Regions from separate parts of the Sus scrofa genome. Here region 2 is linked to region 1. Evidence: chromatin contacts called from public Hi-C data. All regions are on one chromosome and are shown on one strand. Each heading gives the region's core, a stretch centred on a gene start, on an enhancer-like site or on the middle of the called end of the contact. The rest is flanking DNA. Distances are from core to core; before and after follow the strand shown. Region 1 has its middle 150 kb from the start of PPP1R3B. Region 2 has its middle 63 kb from the start of PPP1R3B.

Region 1 (3,321 bases), core at 217-2,716:
GAACCAGGTCCTAGAAGGCTTTGGTGACCCAGCAGAATGATTCAATGTCAGTCATCCTCAGTGGGCCACTGTGAGGTATTCAAAATGATCCATTGGAGTACAGGGAGAAAATATTAGCACTCCTATTTATATTTATGCTAGTAAAAAATTAGTGAAAGTAAGCTTTCCTAATATTTTATATGAACTGGCAGTAGCACATGTATTTAATTCATAAATTAATATATATGTTAAGAATAAGGGTAGTATGTGTTGAAAACATTGTAGGCCACTGTTTCATGCAATGAGAAGTCATCGAAAAATTCTGAAGAAAAATCATGAGAAAAGCAAATGCATGGAATTGACCTTGTAGACTGAAGAGAGGGAGGCATGAATTGGTGTGGAAAACATGACACTGTCCAGGCAGAAGAGATCAGAGATAAGACAAAAAAAAGGGGACACAGGTACGGGGAGGAAGGAAGACCAACTAACAAATTACTATCATTACCTTCATTATTATTGCATCAGCAGGACAAAATTCCACATGGGCCAATGATAAGCAGAAAGCATCAGAGACCCTAAAAAGCTGTCTGAACCAGGGGGAGCAGACGGAAATCCAAGGGAAAGGTAGAATATTTTGCCCCAGGCTTGGATTCTTGTAAGTGGCACTTTACAAAAATTTTCTCCACTTGTCTGAAGGGGAGCAAATGGGGGCCACCCATCAGGCCTGCTCAATCTCCTGTGTAACTTCTTAATAGACTATTTATAGCCTCAGGTTGTTGCAGCAACATTGCGCAATTGCTGTGTGGGTGGAGAGGATGGTGGATCTGAGCCCAGCTGGGTGAGTGACCGTCTCCTGGCTGCTTCCTGTTGGCTTAGGAAAGAACAGAAGAAGGTGGATTTGTTTGTCGGTTGAGCAACCAGCCACTGCCTGGCCTGTGCCTGATTTTGTCCCTTTAAACATTAACTGCCTCTTAAAACATTGGTGTTCTATGCCCAAGGCCAATGGGGCGCCCAAGAGAAAGGAGAGGAGGAAAGAGTAGAAGAGAGGGAGGGAGGGTTTGTTACATCAACAATTTATTCATTCCACTAATACTGCAGAGTGTCCATGGTGACCCACCCATCGTCCCAAGACCCAGCTCTGGAGAACTGAAGAGAACATGATTCTCATCCTAGAGACACACAGTCTAGCAGAGGAGACAGACAAGTAAACACAAGATGACAAGGAAAGGCTAAGCCCTAGACTGTCCCTGTGCCTTCTCAGCATCTCCCTTTACTAAAGAAGTTTCCTTGGGAGATGGAGGATGAGATCAGAGAATTAAAAGTTTCCAGGTTCCTTGTCCCCAGGACAGTGGTTCTCAACCTGTAGTGAGCAAAAAGTGACCTGGAAGAGTTATTTAAAATGCAACTCCCAGCTCTGCAGGACTGTGTCAGTGGGTCTGCAGCAAGCCCAGGGCTCTGCATTGATCCAGCCATCCAAGGGAATTCAGATGGAGGTGGCCTGTGACCACAAGAGGGCCACCAGAGGTTGATGGAAAAAAATTGGACGAAAGGAAGAGGGAGCTTAAAGATGATTAAGGGCAGAAAACAGAAAAAGAGAAAACCCAGTTTTCAAGAGAGAAAAGAAAGTTTTCTCTAAGAATTGAGCTAATATTACCAGGGGCCCTGGGACGACTCAGCTAACTAGTGTCCATGACTTAGCCATGACTTTCTTATATTTATCTTTTAAACAAGACGACTTTTCTTAAACAGTACAAAGAAATGGACAGAGAGATAGCTCTGTTAGAGCCTTGGGTGGGCATCAATAGCACCTGTGGAACCCAGCCTTTGCTAATCCACAAGCGGAGGCTGAATAAAGCCATGGGCTATGGGAAGGGGGCCGTCCTGGAGAAGGCACACTCACTTGACACTGTCTTCAGTAATGCCTGGTTCTGGGCAGCTCTGTTTAATTGCACCTCTCCCTCCACAACCCCCCAGGCTAGTCTACCCCAGGGCAGTGTCTAGCTGGGGTAGACACCTGAAAAGGCTGAAGGGCACCAAGCTACAAAGAGCCTGAGCGGTGATGGCCATGAGCAATTTCCAGGTGGGCTACAGAGCTTCCTCTTCCCCCTGACTGCACCAAGGCTGCTCTCTTTCTGAAACTGATTTAGGCCCAAAGCTGAGCGGCTGGGGTGTGACTGGAGTGACCCTAGCACCATCTGGTTCTCCCATGGTGCCAGGTAGGATGCTTCTGTTTATCCCTAAAGCCCACTTTCCCACCTCTCTCTGAAAGGATGCCTCCTCCCTCGTTCTTTAGCTCCTGCCCTAGTATGACCTTCCCTGTGACTCTCCTTTAACTATATCCTTTCCCACTTGGGGTCCTCATCCTATGGATTCTGTCCCGTGAGCCCCACCTATCCAACTACAAGTTCAGGGGAGCTTGTCTTCTGGGAGTCAGTAAAGCACCTCAGTTAGGAACTAGGGCTGACCTGGGTCAGGAACACAACGCAGTCACCTGCCAGCTCTGGAATCTCGGGCGAGTTACTTCCCTGTTCTAAATTTCAGTTTCCTTACCTATAAAATGGGCAAACAATTGTACTTATGACTAAGGTTAAATGAGCTAATACTTAGCCCAGTGCCATTGTAGCCCTCCATAAATGTTTGCTCTTCTCCCCATGCATATGTACATCCTTACTTTTACCCTAATCGCCATGGATTTAGGACAGAGCTGATGCTCATTAATGTTTATTGAATTAGCAGTTAAGACGTGTAAACATCACTGGATCTGTTCATTAGTACATTTTAAGAAGAAGTGGGTAACTTGGCATTTTCCCTTATTTCATCAATATTTGATGGTGCTTTCTCTATTTGAGGATTTGTTTAGGGTGGAATGAATCCGAATAAGCTCAGGCAGGCTTTTCGTAATCATTCTTCTTTTGTGTCCATTGATTCAGTGTGTTTTCCTCACTTCTGTTCCCATCCTCACATTTGCGGTCCTCCTTCTGGAGGAATAAATCAGACCACAGTAGCCATTTAAAAGTACTTTCAACTGCTTCTAAGTTCTCTAGAGGAAAATAGCTACAGAATGCTGTTAAGGCTGTTAGAAATTTCGAATTACGCTTCTCCCGCTGTCCCTTTCCACCATGTGAGATGCAATGGGGAGAACTAAGTAAACACCAAAGTCCCTTTTAATTGCAATGGTCCGTGATCTCTTTTGTGCACAGCTGGACTTTTAAGCTCAAAAAGGTAAAGCAACTTTTGTAAACAAACATAATTTAAGGACTAGTCCTGACTCCCTGTTGGGGATCATCTCAGAAAGAAAATAGGTACGACCTCCACTGCTTGCCATTTGCTGGATATCTTCAC
Region 2 (3,895 bases), core at 715-3,214, 91 kb before region 1:
TCTAGAGCTGTGCTATCTAAACAGCAGTCACTAGCTTCATATGGCTTTTGAACACTTGAAATGTGGCTGGTTCAAATTGAGATGTGTTCTAACTGAAAAATACATACCAGATTTCAAAGGCTGAGTACAAAAAATATTAAATATATCATTAACAATTTTAAAAAATATTGATTACATGTTGAAGTAATAATATTTAAGGTATATCAGATTAAATAAAATACATTATTAATTTTTTTTGCTTGTTTCTTTTCACTTGTTAAAATGTGGCTATTTGAAAATTTAAAATTACATCTTTGGCTTGCATTTGTGGCTCACATAATATTTGTATTATACAGTGCTGCTCTAGAGGTTGAAGTGACTTCTAGCTTCTCTCTGCTGGAATTGGATAATTAGAGCAAACTTGGGCTGGGCAAGAGGCAGTGGAAATTTTGAGGTAAGGCCCAACGTGTTGGTATGTGAATGAAGGCAAGAGTAGGAAGTAGTGTTGGGCAGCTGGGAGCAGCATGTGTGTATGTAGTTTGTACGTAGGAGGCTTGAAAAGGAGCAAGAGAAAAGAGGTAGTGTCTAGCAAGGCAGCAGAGGACACCCACATTGAACAGTAATTTTCTACAATTCCCATGCAATCCATTATCCCTGCCATGTCTGGGTTGAATGACAGTTTATCCATATGGCTCACCCCACAGCTTTCCCCCCAATCCACCCAATCGGGGGATTGTAGGCTGCTCATCTAGCCTGGTACCTCTTTAACTAAGTGCTTTGCCAGCAGAGGGAGAAAAGAAGTAGAGATTGTGCCTTGTTGTATTCCCTCCTTTCCACCCAGGCAGAGCAGACATTCACCCTCTGCAAGCTCAATATGTGGTGAGCATGCTTTCTTTAGAACAAACACAAAATGCGAAGTCAAGCTACAGTTAATGTAGCTCACAATAGCACCCACACTTCTGTGTTGATGGCACATGTTTCCGTTAACTGTCAATTTCCATGCAAACAAGAGATATTAGTCCCCATCATGGCAGAAGTCTCACATAGGCAGCCCCAAGGCTGAATATAGCCTATATCTACATATATATGTATATATATGTAGGTATAGTCTTTTTAGGGCTGCACCCATGGCATATGGAGGTTCCCAGGCTAGGGGTCAAATCTGAGCTGTAACTGCTGGCTTACTTCACAGCCACAGCAATGGCAGATCTGAGCCCCATCTGCAACCTATACCACAGCTCAGGGTAATGCTGGATCCTTAACCCACTGAGCAGGGCCAGGGATTGAACCCACGTCCTCATGGATACTAGTCAGGTTCATTATCACTGAGCCACAACAGAAACTCCTCTCAGATATATTTTGTTTGGCTTTCACAATGTTTGCAAAAGTTGAACCAACCTTGGAAAAATCAGAACATCTTACATTAAATTCTAGAGTTTGAGCTCTTCTTGAAAACTCCAAAGATAACACTAGGTCAGTGTTCCCGCAGGGTAGCAATGGGCTGGAGTAGAGTAACAGTAGTCCCATTACCCCAGGCCTATGATCACCCTTGCAAGGACCCCTGGGGCACATATGCCGTCAAATCTACATGTAGGAGTTGTCAGCTGGTTCATGAAGTCATCTGTGTTCACTACCCCTAGGTCTTCCTGATTGGAAGAAATTGCATAACGCAGGCTTTATGGCTATGGTTTTCTTGCCAGGGAGGTATAAGAGTTAGGTGAAGGTGGAGGGTCTAGAAGGAAGAGATTAGGTTCTAGATGCTGCTCTGTACTGGATGTTTCCAGCAGAGCTGGGAAAAAGGGAACCTAGTTAGCCACTAGCCAAAACCCATGCTACTGTTTCGGCTTCCTTACAATAGCGGACTGACCGTTTAAAAAGACAGCTTTTCCCTACTAATAAAAGAAAAAGACAGTGTAAATATCTCATGGGGTCTGTGTGGGTGGAACAGATTGCACAATGGTTTGCTGGCCAGAGTGATAAAGGGCAGGCTGATCACACCCGCGTGTGCTCGCACATCCTGAGGTCCAAAGAGCAGGTCGGTCCCATGCCCCTGTGTGGAGGCCTGGGACAGAGGATGGAGAAAAAGGCTTCCTTGTTTAAAACATCTCCTGTGATATACTATATACTAGGCTTTTATTTTAAAATAACAGAATTTAAAAAAAAATAACAGAAAAGGGATGGTAACCCAAACACAACAGCAGCATTTTTTTTTTAAGCAAAGTGAATAAAAAGATACTGCTTAAGAAAGACCCAAGTTTCCTTCACATTCCTGAGGTAGAATCTAGATAGCTTTTATAAACTTGAGTCCACTCCAGTTGCTGATTTTGGCCGCATTTCCTTTTAGAGAAAGAAAAGACTTTTGAAAGGCCCTCAGCCCATGGTGTGTTTTTTCTCCTTAGCGATGTCTAATTCAGGAGGCCAATTTTAGCCACCATGGGCAGGTTCCTGAAGGGGAGTCAGGTCTCACATGTTCTGTAATGACCAGTTTATAACTGAGAACCAAACTGGACCCTTTTAAATGACCATGCCCTTAGCCAAGATCTAGTTTCCCACTGACAGGGATCGTAGTGTGAGCTGGTCACTAAGTCATATGTTTGTTTGGAGCCTATTTGTTTGGAGTAGAGATGGAACTGAAAGAAAGACCTGTTAGAAGCTGAGAGATTGACTGAAATTTGACTTGCATTTTATTATAAATGTGTCCAGTGATTTTTCTCCTGAGTCCCAAATCTGATCCACACAATATAACACAAACCAGTGAAAAACAAACAAAAACAGCAAGTCCATTTTATCCATGTTTTCCATTTTCCAAGTTTCTCCTCTCCATTTTCTTTGCCCTGAGCCCGGCCTACCAAGATAGCTCTGAAATCACATCTCTTACTGCAGCCTTCAGTTCTAAAAGGATTGAATTTTTTTTCCTTTAGGGCACTACATGGACATTTATAAACCATCATCCTATGATAGCCTTTGCATTGCTGTAAGTTTTGTGGTGTCATCTATGAATTTGTGTATGTATTATCTGCTCAGCTAAACTCCAAGCTCATTGAGAGCAGTAGGTATATCTTGTACATTTTTGTGTTGGCCCTGGCTCTTTGGACAGTGCTATGCACACGGTAAGTTAGGTTCTAAGAAACAATTTGCCCAAGGAATCACACCGTGATTGTTTTGGAACATAGAATTTGCACCTCTTTGCTCTTGTTGAGGTGAAGTGAAGGGGCTGGGAGATTCATTCAAACAGATACTCAGAATCAAAATATCACCTGTGTAGAGCAGGTATTCTAAACCCACAGCCCTGGTAGATGATCTCCTCTAAGACAGCGCCATGGCTTACAACTGGCTTTTCTTGGTTCTTTTGTTCCCTTATCTGCATACCTCTCACTCCACCTCTACCACACACCCCACATCACAGCACATGTACCTCTCTGTTTTGCATCTATATTCTTCCTCATAGACAAAAAGAAAAATAAATAAAAATATAAATAAAAATAATAAATAAATAAATAAAATCCTCATCTTCCCTCCTCTACAAACATTCAATTTTATAAAACTAAACCGAGGACCTAAGGTGAAACCCATTGAGATAGAATTTCCAAGGAACCACAAATTTAGAGAATAGATTATCAAGATCCAAAAATTAAAATTTTTTTTCATATTTTAAATAGATCTAGAATTCAAGAGCAGCAAGACTTCATGCATTGTATACATTCTTGCTTTATCTTTTATACAAACAGAAGTTTTATAAGCATTGGAAGAGCCAAGAAAGAAGAGACCTCTTGGGAGGGAAGGTCTATTACACACGCTCTTACAGCACCCTGGGCTGTCTGGGCTATTCTGAACAATGGAGGCAATTGAAGAATTCAAATGAGTAGGTGATTGTTTACATCTTTACAAGGCATCTCTGGAATACCCCTGCACCGGG

Evidence for each region. Hi-C and Micro-C count contacts between places; a contact is called where the count stands out from the background.
Region 2: a contact with region 1 is called in a Hi-C map of liver, with 4 times the contacts expected there. The contact joins two enhancer-like sites. A contact is called at or near these places in 1 of 5 promoter capture datasets (liver), 9 of 47 Hi-C or Micro-C datasets (brain, fetal liver, heart right ventricle and 2 more) and 1 of 2 datasets of contacts at active chromatin or transcription factors (skeletal muscle).

Annotation. Positions count from the first base shown.
Region 1 is chr15:55,846,861-55,850,181 of Sscrofa11.1, reverse strand. No RefSeq gene overlaps it. Among named protein-coding and RNA genes, the nearest start is that of PPP1R3B, 150 kb to the left of the region's middle. Within about 2 kb of position 1,466, at least 15 of the 83 cell types and tissues checked have an H3K27ac peak or open chromatin away from gene starts, as enhancers often do. A contact at or near this core is called in fetal liver and liver, where this site is marked.
Region 2 is chr15:55,937,805-55,941,699 of Sscrofa11.1, reverse strand. No RefSeq gene overlaps it. Among named protein-coding and RNA genes, the nearest start is that of PPP1R3B, 63 kb to the left of the region's middle. Within about 2 kb of position 1,964, at least 7 of the 83 cell types and tissues checked have an H3K27ac peak or open chromatin away from gene starts, as enhancers often do. A contact at or near this core is called in fetal liver and liver, where this site is marked.